Linked DNA regions of Ovis aries: region 2 is linked to region 1. Evidence: chromatin contacts called from public Hi-C data. All regions are on one chromosome and are shown on one strand. Each heading gives the region's core, a stretch centred on a gene start, on an enhancer-like site or on the middle of the called end of the contact. The rest is flanking DNA. Distances are from core to core; before and after follow the strand shown. Region 1 overlaps RAD51B (RAD51 paralog B). Region 2 has its middle 21 kb from the start of ZFP36L1.

Evidence for each region. A called contact is a pair of places that touch in the nucleus more often than the background predicts.
Region 2: a contact with region 1 is called in a Hi-C map of omental adipose tissue, with 4 times the contacts expected there. The contact joins two enhancer-like sites. A contact is called at or near these places in 4 of 16 Hi-C or Micro-C datasets (mesenteric adipose tissue, muscle, omental adipose tissue and 1 more).

What each region holds. Positions count from the first base shown.
Region 1 is chr7:78,294,604-78,297,519 of ARS-UI_Ramb_v3.0, reverse strand. All of the region lies in intron 8 of RAD51B (RAD51 paralog B), which reads right to left. Among named protein-coding and RNA genes, the nearest start is that of ZFP36L1, 410 kb to the left of the region's middle. Within about 2 kb of position 1,434, at least 9 of the 54 cell types and tissues checked have an H3K27ac peak or open chromatin away from gene starts, as enhancers often do.
Region 2 is chr7:78,722,210-78,725,125 of ARS-UI_Ramb_v3.0, reverse strand. No RefSeq gene overlaps it. Among named protein-coding and RNA genes, the nearest start is that of ZFP36L1, 21 kb to the right of the region's middle. Within about 2 kb of position 1,440, at least 34 of the 54 cell types and tissues checked have an H3K27ac peak or open chromatin away from gene starts, as enhancers often do.

The sequences.
Region 1 (2,916 bases), core at 185-2,684:
AATTTTTTTTTAATAAAAACTCCAAAACCCATAGGGGTTGTAAAACAGCTTTGTGTGGAAGAAGGGCAAGTTTTCTCTTCAGAGAAGCTCATTTCATAGGGTTGGGCAAAGAGAGAGATGATGATGGGGTAGGGGGCGGGGAAGGGTGGGAACGCAGAAGAAGGGGAGGCGGGCGAGGAGGAGATAAAGGAGGAAGAATCCCTGGCTTTAAAAAGCAACATTGTCCAGAGAGGTGAAAGGGAACAGATGGCCGTGGAGAATGTGGCCCTCAAAGCCCCAAAGAAAGGGGCGATGCTGACAGATCTTGCTGTTTCCCATTGACGCCTGAATGTTCTAGTGTGGGGAGCCGAGGCCAGTGGAGGGGGGGAAACAGACCTCTGTTCCCAGCGACTCGCTGGGGCACCAGCGGTGTGGAGGATCACTGAGAAAAAAAGCAGGCGGGGGCAGGGAGGGCAAGCAGCTGTGGCCGCAGAGGGCAGGACGGCCGCGGGGGCGTGCGGGTTTCCACAGCCTTCTCTTTTGGCCCGGCCAGGAAAGGTCAGCCCAGCACTGGTCTTTGCCCTGGCAAAGGTGAAGGAAAGGACAGTGGCTGGGGCCCAGTGTCTCAGCATCCTCCCCCACCCCCAAAGGCACTGGGGGAGGCCTGCCGGGGACCAAATAGATACCTTGGGAGAGGGAAATGAAGAAAATATTCCAAATGCTTTTAGAGGATTGAAACTACAGTAAACAAGAAATCTGGGTCTTTGAAAGAGGTCAGAGAATCTTGCCAAGTAAATCCCGTATGATTTCAAGGAGTCTCAGGGCAGAGAAGATTTGCTGAGGAAATCCAGCAGGAGTTGGGGGGCAGACTCAGGAAGGAGCCCAGAGATCTGAATCTGCGCCCAAAGAGGCACCAAATTCTGAGTGGGGCTTTGCTGGACACAGTGGGATGACAGGGGGAGAGGAGGGACCTTTGGCACCCAGGGTGTGCTCGCAAGTGTGTGTGTTTGCGCGCGCGCGCGCATGTGTGTGTGTGTATCTGTGTGTGTGTGTGTGTGTGTGTGTGTGTGTGTGTGAGACAGGCACCAGGATGGGGTTGCTGGTGGGCTCACTGCTGGTGGATGTCAGGAGACTCACAAGTCACCATGGAGCGATGCTGGTATAGGCACGTCTGGTCTCCTGGGAGTGCATATACCCCTGCATATGGAGGCCTGGATGATTGGTTTAAGGAGTTAAGGGTTTGTGGAAGCAGCGATTGCAAAAAGGCCCATAAACTTCAGGGCACAAAGATGCATCCATCAGTATACTTTCCTTAATCCTTAATATAACTCTGATCAAGAAAATTTCTGTTCCAAATGACCCCTTGAACTCTCCCTACAGCCCCTAGAGGATGATGAAAGAATTCAGCCCTACTCCTACCCAATGAGGAGGGAGCCACATTCTTCTTGGCTCACTGTCCTGTTGGCCCACAGAGACCTGCACAAGCTCAAAACATTTCTCTGGTTTTGATTTGCCTCTCTCTTCTGCCCTGACTCAGAAAATGAGAGAGAACTGAACTCAGGCCTAAGGATCTTGAGACAGCGGGGCATGAGTTTGGGGAAACAGACCAGAATCATTATTTGGAAACATTCCTACACATCTTAGACCCCCACAAATACCTCTCATCTAACCCCCAATGGGAATTGCTTAGTCACAGTGTCCGACTCTTTGCAACTCCATGGACTGTAGCCCACCAGGCTCCTCTGTCTGTAAGATTTCCCAAGCAAGAATCCTGGAGTGGGTTGCCATTTCTTCCTCCAAGGGGATCTTCCCGACCTAGGGATCGAACCCGTGTCTCCTGTATTGGCAGGTGGATTCTTTACACTGAACCACCAGAAAGCCCTCAGTTGGGAGTAAGAGAAGTTAAAAGGTGGCTCTAAATATATTTAGTGACCTGGCACATTCATCTTAACCTGGGCTAGGTCTCCATTTCCCCAGGAAAGAGGATGTGGCAATGGCTGTCAAGCCATATTGCACTGTGCATACACTGAGTTACTGAGAAAATTCCCATGGAGCAGTGTAATAAAAAAAGATCAACCATGATGAAGACTTTGCTTTTTTATTTCCCAGCTTCATCCAAATTGCTCCCCAGGCGCTTTAGATTTAGAAAGCTCCACTAATCAACCTTATAAACAGCAGCCCAGCCACTACACAGAAATGACTTTGTATAGCTCCTAAGTGAATTTACCCCTGGGGATAGAAGATGCCCAAGGCTTTAACAATTACAACAGAACACAGCCTCAGGAGGAGAATAGAAGACAAGTACGCTTTGACATCCCAATTGAAACTCTAGGCTGAATCCAACATAGAAGAATGTAATTACCTTTCCTAGTTTGACGGTCCACTAAAGAAACTGGAGAAGTGGAATACCTATTAGGTCCCCACTAATCCTCCTCCTAAATTCAAAGCAGGGTCAGTCCCTGGAATTCATTTCTGGGTATTCTTACTCTCTGCTATTGTTAAACAGCTCAATTGATAAGTGCTTGCAGCTAATAATGCTTTCTACTGAGCCCTCCCCCTCCTCTTTCCCAGCCGCTCAAAGCACTTTACAAATATCACCTCATTATTCTTTACAACACTCAAGTGAGCCTGATAGGTGGAAAGGTTCATTATCTTCTCCTTACCAATAGGGGAAATAGACAAAGGAAGAAGTGACTCATTTGAGCCAACAAAGCAGGGGCAGAACTGGAACTAAAACTCAGCCATCTTCTAACGGGACATGTCCTATGTCAGTCTGGAAAGCTGTTTTGCTGATGGGGCAGGATTTTCTGGCCGTGGGCAGTGTTGTAATCAACAGGTCCACAGAACTGCGGTTCTGGCTGGAGGAAGGAGGACAGGAGTCGACTGGAGAAGCCCCACGGGGGTGGTCCTAACTGGTTTGAATAAGTCACTTCACCT
Region 2 (2,916 bases), core at 191-2,690, 430 kb before region 1:
TCCATCAAATGTGGCTCTCCTTCAGGTTTAGGGGAGAAGCCCGCACAAATCTGGTTCAGGGAGCAGCAAGTTCACGGGCCCGGGGCACTTGGCAGAGGTTTTCGCTGGTGGGACATGATTCCTGGGCTCTGAGGCAGGTGGCTAATTGTTCAGCTTTCTCTGCATGTTGCCCCTTTTGAAGTGGGGTCTTTGGGTACCAGATGAATAGACCTGGGGTCTCTGACCCTCTACATCCCCTCCCCTTCCACCATCCAGTTCCATCCTTCCAGTCTCTGCATCTCCTTTCACCATCTACAGCTTCTCACCTGTTCTACCTGCTGCCTCAGACTCTCTCCCACCTCCCTGACATCTCTTCCTTCTTCCTGTTGGCCTCAGCTTAGAGGTTCCTCAGAGAGGGAACAACAGCCTCCTCATCCCAACTCTGAAATAGTTTTCCATGCATACAAGTTCTTTGAGCAGCTTATTCTTTTCCTTCAGAGGAATTTGAACACTTTCTCAAATGGAACCGTATTTATTTATGAGATTATCTGTTTAAACGAATCTGTCTCTTCTGTTAGAGAGGGTCTCATGAGGTAGGAGCTTGGTGACGGTCACCTCTGGTCTTCAGTGCCCAGCAGGGCATATGAGACTCAATGAGTGAATAACAGGATCCTCAGGACAGGAGGAGCCGCTGGGCCAGTTGTTCTATAAATGTCTCCCTAGGAGCTGCTCCTGGGAACTTGTTAGCAAGGAAATGCAGATGTCCTGACTTTGGGTGTAGGAATCTGGGTTTGAAGCAACTGGGCACTCAGATTCAGGGGGCACAGAGGAGTTCAAGAACCACTGGCGGAAGCAAATGCCCTGCTGTTGGATCAGTGCCCCCGCGGCAAAGGGCCGCCGATAAAAGGCACTGGGGATGAGCAAGTCCACGTCGGGCCCGCCGGCCCGGCCGAGTGTCCGGGACCCTGGGTCATCACCGGGACCCTTGCCCCGGCCCGCCGTGCTGTTCGGCACACCGGCCACTGGAGGGCAGTGCGACCACGTTGCATCGCGCCCCTGCTCGGCTGCAGGCGGGCGCAGCCCTCGGAGGCCTTCCGGGAGGCGGCCGGGGCGGCTTCAGGCAAGAGACGAGAAGTAGGGATCGCGGCCCAGGCTGCGGCCTCGGCTCACAGGTCCCCCAGACGCTCTCAGAGGCCGAAGGAGCCGGCTGGAGCGCACCCCCGGCCCCGGTATCGCCGGGGGTGGCTGGGTGGGGCTCCGTGCCTCGCCTCCTCCAAGGCCAGGCCTGCTGCCTGGAAGGTTGGGAGTTTGGCTCGCTCGGGGCCTGGAAAGTTCAGCGGCCCCGAGAGTGCGGGACGCGCAGGGGAGGAGGCGCCGTCCGGCCGCAAAGGGCAGAGCGCCCGCCCGGGGAGGGCGGCGGGACCTTGACTGCCTCCCCAGAGGCAAAGGGCAGCCTGCCGCGTGACCCCTCAGGAGTGCAAAACAAGGCGGCCATCTTGGCGGCGCCTTAACCCCCTCGTGGCCGGCGCCCGGCCCAGCCCGGCGGCGAGGGCACCTTGAGGGTTGGAAGCTGCGATGCCGCGGAATTTCCAAGACCTAGAAGAAAACCTTGGATCCTGGCAACTCCCCCCGGGGTGGTGGTGGTGTTTGGAAACCCCATCCCATATCCCATATAGCATGAGGAGCCCGAGCCTTTGTAAGTGAATTGATTTGTTCCAGTCACCCCTTCCTTCTTTGCCCCTTATTCCAGGATCAGAAAGCTTAGAGGCCGCGAACAGGCAGCAAACGTTGCTCCTGGTGGTCTTCAGGTGTCTGGGACTAGCCCAGCGTCAGTCGGCACCCCCGCCCCCAGACAACTGTATCTCACAGCATTAACAGCAGCTTCTTCACACGCAGGCCCGTCTCCCAGCCAAGCCAGGGACTGGCAGCTGAAGCAGAATTGAAGTGGCCTGCTCCTTTGAGCTCCTCTCCACCTTGAGGCCTTCAGCCGCCTTTCTGAATGCCATTTGAGGAGCCATAGGCCCTCCAGGCTCCACCGGTCCTGCGGTCTTGTATCTGACCTGGTTCACACATTGATATTGTCTGTCATACGAGTACTTTTCAGCTCTTCGCATATCCTTTCTTCTTAATAGCATCGGTTCTTCAAGATCCAGCTTAAATATAAGCTCCAGGAAACCATCCTCCATTTCCCCCTTCATTTCCAGCGGAGCCTGTCTTTTCCCTCCCTGCCCACCTGTGGTTCCACTGACCTCTGCTGTAGGAGCTTCTGTTTTCCTCTCTCCTCTCTGAACTGTGGGCACCAGGAGGGTAGGGACTGTGTGACAGTGGTCTTTGTATCCCCCTTGGTCCCTCCCATATGTCAGTCGTACAGGAAAGGGTTATTCCAAGAGTCAAGAGATTATTGAATGGTTTTAGTGTTGTAAACAAATTTTCCAAATATTTTGAACCTTGAGCGAAGGAACATGCAATGGAATTTTATTAAGCTGTGATGGAACCCTTTTGTGTTTAATTGCTTTGTTATTTTTAGTGGAAGGAACAAAAACCATGGGTCCTAGCTGACCAAGAGGACTAACTAACCACTGAGCTCCAAGTGTTCTTGTTGCTTCCACTGTGTGGCCTTGGGGTTGGAGCCTGTGACATGTGAAGGCTGGCCCCAAGGACCAGCAGAGGAAGGTCTGTGTGTCTGACTGGGCTTGAGGCTGTGATTTCAGGCTGCCATCTCAAGATGAGACAGAAAAGAAAGTGCCTTGACAGTCTTGGAGAAGGTCGAAGCTAAAATAATCTTTTCTTTTTTCCTTTTAAAAAAAAAGCCCAAGTGCCCCCACGAAAGACTCCAGAAAACCCCTTTCATGCCTCACCCACAGATAATTTGCTGAACATTCATTCAGGGGAAAACAAAGAGGTGGTTTTGTTTATTTATTTAAGAGGAAAAATAAA